2 separate regions of the Canis lupus genome follow, and region 1 is linked to region 2. Evidence: chromatin contacts called from public Hi-C data. All regions are on one chromosome and are shown on one strand. Each heading gives the region's core, a stretch centred on a gene start, on an enhancer-like site or on the middle of the called end of the contact. The rest is flanking DNA. Distances are from core to core; before and after follow the strand shown. Region 1 holds the start of RPS19BP1 (active regulator of SIRT1). Region 2 holds the start of TNRC6B (trinucleotide repeat-containing gene 6B protein).

What was found. Hi-C and Micro-C count contacts between places; a contact is called where the count stands out from the background.
Region 1: a Hi-C map of blood shows a contact between it and region 2, with 4 times the contacts expected there. The contact joins the promoter of RPS19BP1 here to the promoter of TNRC6B in region 2. A contact is called at or near these places in 4 of 9 Hi-C or Micro-C datasets (amygdala and blood).

The regions. Positions count from the first base shown.
Region 1 is chr10:26,478,662-26,481,781 of UU_Cfam_GSD_1.0, reverse strand. RPS19BP1 (active regulator of SIRT1) reads right to left here and starts at 1,645. Exons shown (of 4, transcript XM_038550502.1): 1 at 1,489-1,645; 2 at 1,198-1,326. The coding sequence starts at 1,540.
Region 2 is chr10:26,053,215-26,056,586 of UU_Cfam_GSD_1.0, reverse strand. It overlaps TNRC6B (trinucleotide repeat-containing gene 6B protein), which reads left to right and starts at 1,467. Exons shown (of 25, transcript XM_038550487.1): 1 at 1,467-1,690.

The DNA.
Region 1 (3,120 bases), core at 396-2,895, 430 kb before region 2:
CCGATGGAAGCCATTGGAGGGTGTGGGGGTACTTCACAGGATCACTGGCTGCTGTGGTGAGAACAGGATTACCAGGTGGGGGAGTGGCGGTTTTAAGAGGCTTTTAAAATAAGCCAGGTAAGAGATGATGCAGCCCACACCGAGGTGGCAGCCACAGCGATGGCTAGAGAGTCCCCTCATCACCTGCGATGCAGTGTGACAGGGTGGTGGGACAAGGGCTGGGATTAAGGTGACCCGTGGCACCCTATGTTCCCGTCTCACATCAGCATCGCTGCTGCTCAATCGCGTCTCACTTTCCTGCCTCCACACTTTGGCTCGTGCTGTTTCCTGCTTGGAATTCACAGTTCAACAAACCCCTGAACATCCTTTATGTACCAGGCCCCAGGCCATTCAAAGACACACGGGAGCTCACCAGGCCCTGCCACATGTCCTAAGACCCCAGCATCCAGCCCGCACCTGTCCCTCCCATTAGGTGGCATCATATCTCCAAGGATGCTCTCCGGGAAACAGCTCTGTTCTGGGCACCTCCCTCTTTATCCTCCATCCTCAGCCAATTCAGCACTGCCGCTCATCAGCGCTCCCCGTCTTCACCACATCCTCCCCCCGGAGCAATCATCCCCGCACCATCGTGGCCGCGCAGGCTACAGTGCCTCGCACCGGAAAGGCAGCCAGTGAGAGCGCATCTCTGCAGACACGCTGCCTGGTTTCTACCTGTACCACCTGGGCAGGTGCCCGTTTCTGCATCTGAGGAATGGGGGTAATGACAGCGCCGACCTCACAGGGTGATCGCTTCTTTATGCAGGATTTGGAACAGCATCTTTTCCAGGCTTCTGTCTTGCCAGTGCTCAAAGCCACGAACTTCTCCCAACCCTGCCTCGCGCTCTTCTCGGGAGCTCTTCCCGTGGCTCACTCTCACACCCCCTCAGGTTCGGCCTTAACCGTCGCGCGCGCACAGAGGTCTGATTTGGCTTTTGATCCTCCGGCCCCGCCGCCGCCCCCCGCCTTACTGCGCAGCCTGACTCGGAAGCTCTTCGCGGCTCCTCTCCCCACGCGGGCGGCCGGGACGACGTGCTTCGTCCACCTCGTGCCCCCGGGACCCGGCTCCGCGCCCGGGGCACCCCCCAGGCAATGCCCGGCGGCCTCTCGAGCTCAGCCTCCAGCGCCCCCTCCCCAGGGGCCGCCCCCTCCCCAGCTCACCGAGCGCGGACTTGGGCACCTTCCCCTTGGCCGAGTTCCGCAGTTTCTGGGCTTGGGTCGCCTTCGCCTTCCGGCCCCGCTTGGCCCGAGCCCCGCTCGGCTTGGCCTGGCCCGGGGCGCCCTGGGGGGCTGCAGGGGAAGGGAGAGACGGGCGGACCCGGCTGACGGGGCGCGCAGGTCTTCCGCCCGCGCCACGCCTGGCTTGGAGCGTCCCGCACCCTCGGGGGTCCTGCCCGCCGCCCCCGCTGCCCCTCCGCCCGCGCCGCGCGTCCCGGGCCAGGCCCGCCTCACCCTCCGGCGCCCCCAGCAGCTCCAGGCCCCGCCGCAGCAGGGCGGCCGACATGGCTGCACCTAGCTCCGCCCACACACTCAGGCTACTTCCGCCTTGGCCGCCTTCTTGGTCTCCGCGGAAACCCGAGCGGGAACAGAAGGTTCCGGAGCGAGTGGCCGGAAGTGCCCGCCTGCCTTAGGACGCCTGCGCGTGGAGTCGCCGCTTCACTACGGAGAGGAAATAGGGGCGGGGCCTGGGGCGGGGCCAACCTGCCGAAGGACGCATTTGTTGTCCAATCCCAACCCAGCCGGCCCCTGGCGCACTAGGCCACGCCCACTCCGGGGAGCGGTCGGTTACCCTCCCTGGCGGGTGGGTCCTGGGGCTCGCGTCCTGCGGCCTCGTGGTGCCCGAGGGTTTTTCTGCATTACCAAGTTTTTCGATAAAGCGAAGTGTACAGCCGGATTCTTTTTTCTCCAAACATCAACCGAAGCAGCATATCGCACAGGTCGAGTAGGTTGAGAATCCAGCTGTCTTCCATTAAGTCGGACATGAGAAGAGGTTTGCAAAAATGCAAAACCCTATCAGTGGTTCCCCGCCCGTGTTTGGAAGATACAACTATTTCATTAGAAATATTTATTTCACATAAGGCCGGAAAAAAAGAGTATGTCTGACAACAACGTCACCGGGCCACTGGGTCTCCCACAGCTCAATATTTATACCATGCAATGGGTTTGCTATTGACTTTTTAAAAAATGAATTAATAGTTTTAAAAAGATTTTATTTATTTATTTATTATTAATTAATTAATTAATTTATTTATTCATGAGAGACACAGAGAGAGAGAGAGGCAGAGACACAGGCAGAGGGAGAAGCAGGCTCCCCTGATGTGAGACTCGATCCCAGGACCCCAGGATCACGACCTGAGCCCAAGGCAGACGCTTAACCACTGAACCACCCAGGTGCCCCATGAATTAATACATTTTGTTAACTTACTAAATTTTTTTTAAAGATTTATTTATTTATTTATTTATGATAGACATAGAGAGAGAGAGAGAGGCAGAGACACAGGAGGAGGGAGAAGCAGGCTCCATGCACTGGGAGCCCGACGTGGGATTCGATCCCGGGTCTCCAGAATCGCGCCCCGGGCCAAAGGCAGGCGCTAAACCGCTGAGCCACCCAGGGATCCCCAACTTATTAAATTTTAAAAATTAAAATTTTCTCAGTCTTAGTTTCTCATACTGGTAAATATCAATAGGTATTTACACATGGAAAAACTCTCTCGGATCCTGAATTTTTTTTTTTTTGAAAAATTTTTAAGAGTGTAGAGTCTCTTAGACCAAGAAGTTTGAGGACTTCCAGCCCAGAAATGACTCTTCTTACAGTGGGGAAGAACCTTGCCTTGTTCACAGCTCCACCCGCAGCTCCTAGCCCAGTACCTGGCATGCAGAAGGCACTCAATAAATGAGTAGTGAATGACGAGGAGTATGATTTGAGGGCCTTTTGTATGCCCTGCACTGTTGAGAGTGGGGCATAGAGATGACTCAGCTGGACCTGCTGGGCGGGCCTCACTGTCTGACATCCATCAGCTAGTCCTCAGGGGAGAGAACATTAAAATAGATGTTAATAATAGCAAATAGTATGTCAAGGTGTCA
Region 2 (3,372 bases), core at 218-2,717:
AGAAGCACACGTCTTGCACTGCATCAGGGGCCACTCTGGAAGCTTCCCAGGAGCTGAAGGGCTGTTCCATTTGCATGTGATAAATTATTTATCTCTAAAGCAATTTATTCTTTATCTCTCTTTAAACTCTCCTTCTCCTTGTTTCTGGCTCTCGAAGTCTCTCTCTCTCTCTCTCTCTCTCTCTCTCTCTCTCTCTCTCTCTCCAAAGAGGGAGCTGGAAGATAGATGAGGGAGGGTTGAGGAGGTAGGCTTGGCACACAAGGATGGTAGAAATGTTCATTTATAAAGCTGAGAAAATAAACACAGAAGTAGATGGGCTTCTGGTCGGGAAACACCAAGATGGTTTACTTTAGGGTGGGGAGGAACGGGTGCCAGGGAGAAGGCGGTGGCGGCAGTAACAACCTCTCCGTAACTTTAGTCTCCCACAATGTCACCTCCAGAGACTGACGGGGGAACTTGCTTTCGGAATGAAACGTTTTTAAGACGTTGTGTTGGCAGGCAGGTAAGATGCGGGACGAAGGGAGAGGCGCCAGTGAAAAAGAGCGAAGGCTCTGGAACCAGCCTCCTAAGACCAGTGCCAGGTTCACCAATTACTTTCTATCTAGGTGACCTTGGGCAAGTGTCCTAATTCTCTTTAGAGCCTTCGTTTCTATCTGTAAAATTCAGAGAATGTAAAACCCACAGGTTCAAACAGATAATCCCTGTAAAGGACTGAGGACAGTCGTTGGCACAAAGGAGGCACAAAATAAACGACAGTCAGTATCATCGTCAGCTGCGGGCCAAACGACCGGAGTCCCCCAAACTCCCAAGCAAACAATTACCCGGAGCACGGAGCATCCAGGTCTGACTGACGCGCCTCCCGGCCCAATAAGGTACCGGGAAAGAACTCTGTGGAGTCGAACCAATGGCACCAGTCCTTGTTGTTGGACGGGGCTTCTGGCCGTTCCGCCAATAGCTTGAAGATGTGACTAAGGACTGACGTTCTGACGGTCCAATGACGCACAACCAGCCCACACTCAGCACTTCGAAGGGGATAAATCAAGGAGCCGGCGCGTATAGATTCCGTTATTAGGCAATACTGGATGGAGAGAGGAGCTCAGGGGAGACAGCGCGAGGGCGAGGCACCCATGAGCTAAAAAAAGAAAAAAGACGATGGTTGCGCCAAGTGAGCTCGGCCGCCATCATGCTCTAGTTTCCCCTTCGCCTCTCCGGGTCCGCGACCAAGGAAGCGGCCTCTGGGATGCTGAGGGGGTGTGTCCCCGAATGATTGGCGCAGGCGGCTCAGCCAATCCTAGCTCGTCAAACGGGAAGCGCTTGGCCAATGAGGGGCGACGGCAGCGGCGAGGACTCGGAGGGGCGGAACAGCAGCTTGATGGGCACAAGCGCCAGCCAGTGAGAGCCGGAAGCATCCTCCCTGCGGCCAATGGAGTGGGGCTCTGGGCGGGCCCCCGAGTGTTTGTGTTGTGGTTTTGGGGGAGGGAGGCGGAGGGGAAAGTTTGTTTATTTTGTTTTTAGTTTCTGGGGTCCCCGTGTTTCTGGGAGGTGAAGAGGGAGGGAGTGACCCCCCCGCGCCCCCTCAGTCCCCCTACTACGTCGCCTCCATAGCCTGCGGAGAAGCGGGGACCGCGCGCATCGCAGCGCATCGCCTCACAGCGGAACGCCGCGCACTCGGAGCCGGCGCGGCTCGGCGGTGAGTGAGGACCGACGGCCACTGCCGCCCTTCCCCTCCCCCGCGCACCGCCCAGTCCGAGCGGGGCGGCCGGGTGGGCGAGGACGCCCGCGGGAGCGCGCGGCGCGGGCCGGCCTGTCAAGCTGAGGCGCAGCGTGTGCGTGTCCTCGCGAGTGAGCGCGCGCGGCGGGGACAGGGCCGGAGGGGGCGGGAGCGCGCGCGGGCCCCGGCGGGGGCGGGGGCGGCGGCAGCGGCGGCGGCGGCGGCGTGGAGCTCGCGCTCCGTGGGGGCGGGCGTGCGGTGGGTTTGACCCCGGGTCGGGGAGGGACGCGGGCGACGTCCCGCGCGCAGGGCAGGGGCGCCCCGAATGGCGGGGCCGGCGGGCGGGCGCGCGCGGCTCTGGGCGTCACGCGCCGGCAGGTGTGAGCTGGGGGAGGGCTTCCGGGTGGGCTGGTCGAGTCGGGTTCGCTTCCCGTCGCTGGGCGGGGGGGCGCCTCCAGGGCGGGGAGGGGCTCCCCGTGGCGGCGGAGAGCGGGGGGCCCTCGGAGGCGCGTCGGGCCCCCTGCCTGGCTGGGGGGCAGGTAGACGGAGGCGTCAGGCCCCCGAGCGCCCCGGTGGCTGCCTGCGCGGCACCGCGGGACCTGCGTGGCAGCGTGGACGCGTTCCCCTGATTAATCCGGGCCGGGGAAGGGGGTGTCGCGCCCCTCATCCCAGAGCCCTGCGGCGTGGCCACCTTCGAGAGGCTGTCCAGGCTTTCCACGAGGAAATGGGACGAGCCGGCGCCAGGAGTGTTTCCTGTCTCCCCCTGAGTTGGCATCCCTTGGGTCCAAACCAGTGGGTTTGTCAGCCCACGGGGGGCCAGATACCCCAAAGTGGCCGAGGTCGCCCCGTAACCGTAGCTGCTTGTTGGGCATCTTAAGTAAGGACCAGCCCATCCTCAGTTCTCTAGGCAGAGTGTGCCGACCTCGGTCTCAAGATTCCTTGCTTCTTCGTGGATCCTTTGGCTGTTTTATTACTCTTTAGCATCTATGCTAGAAATTGTGCGAGGAATAAGACGAATTTCAAGTTGGTCATTTGTATTACAGTCTAAGCGAAATTATGCAACAAAATTGGCGAGAGGTATTTCTCCATAGTGAATAAAACGTCATTGGTTGCCTCCCCGCACCCCAGGAGTTAAGCGTATAGAAAGAAGGTGTATAAAAATCTCGCATCTTAGCATTTTGTGAAAGTTTAACAATAGAGGCTATTTCCTTCATAGTTGTGGGGACTTTCAATGGACCATAGCTTCCTGTTGATTTGGAGAAGCATCAATGATCTTGGCTTTGAGAATATATTTATTGTTTTGGTAATGTTATGTAAATGCCTCTCTAAAGACAGAACTTTTAGCACGTTGGTTTGCACCTCTACAGCGTGCTGTATCGCTGTGGGTAGGTAGTGAGAGGGATATGAATGTAGTAGGTCCCTACATTAAGGAATCCAGAACACAAATCAGACTGGCTTGGCCCGCTTGGGACAGACACAGCAATGATGATAATGCTGCCTTTATATTTTCTTGGTTCTTGGCCTTCTCTGAGTGCTTGTCCCAAACATCAGCATTTGAGCAGAATAGTTTGTGATAGGATTTAAGAAGAAGAAATTACCAAGCTGCATTTCTGAGGTAGCATATCAATGCCATGCCTTTGAAAAAATATTTTTTTTTCTTC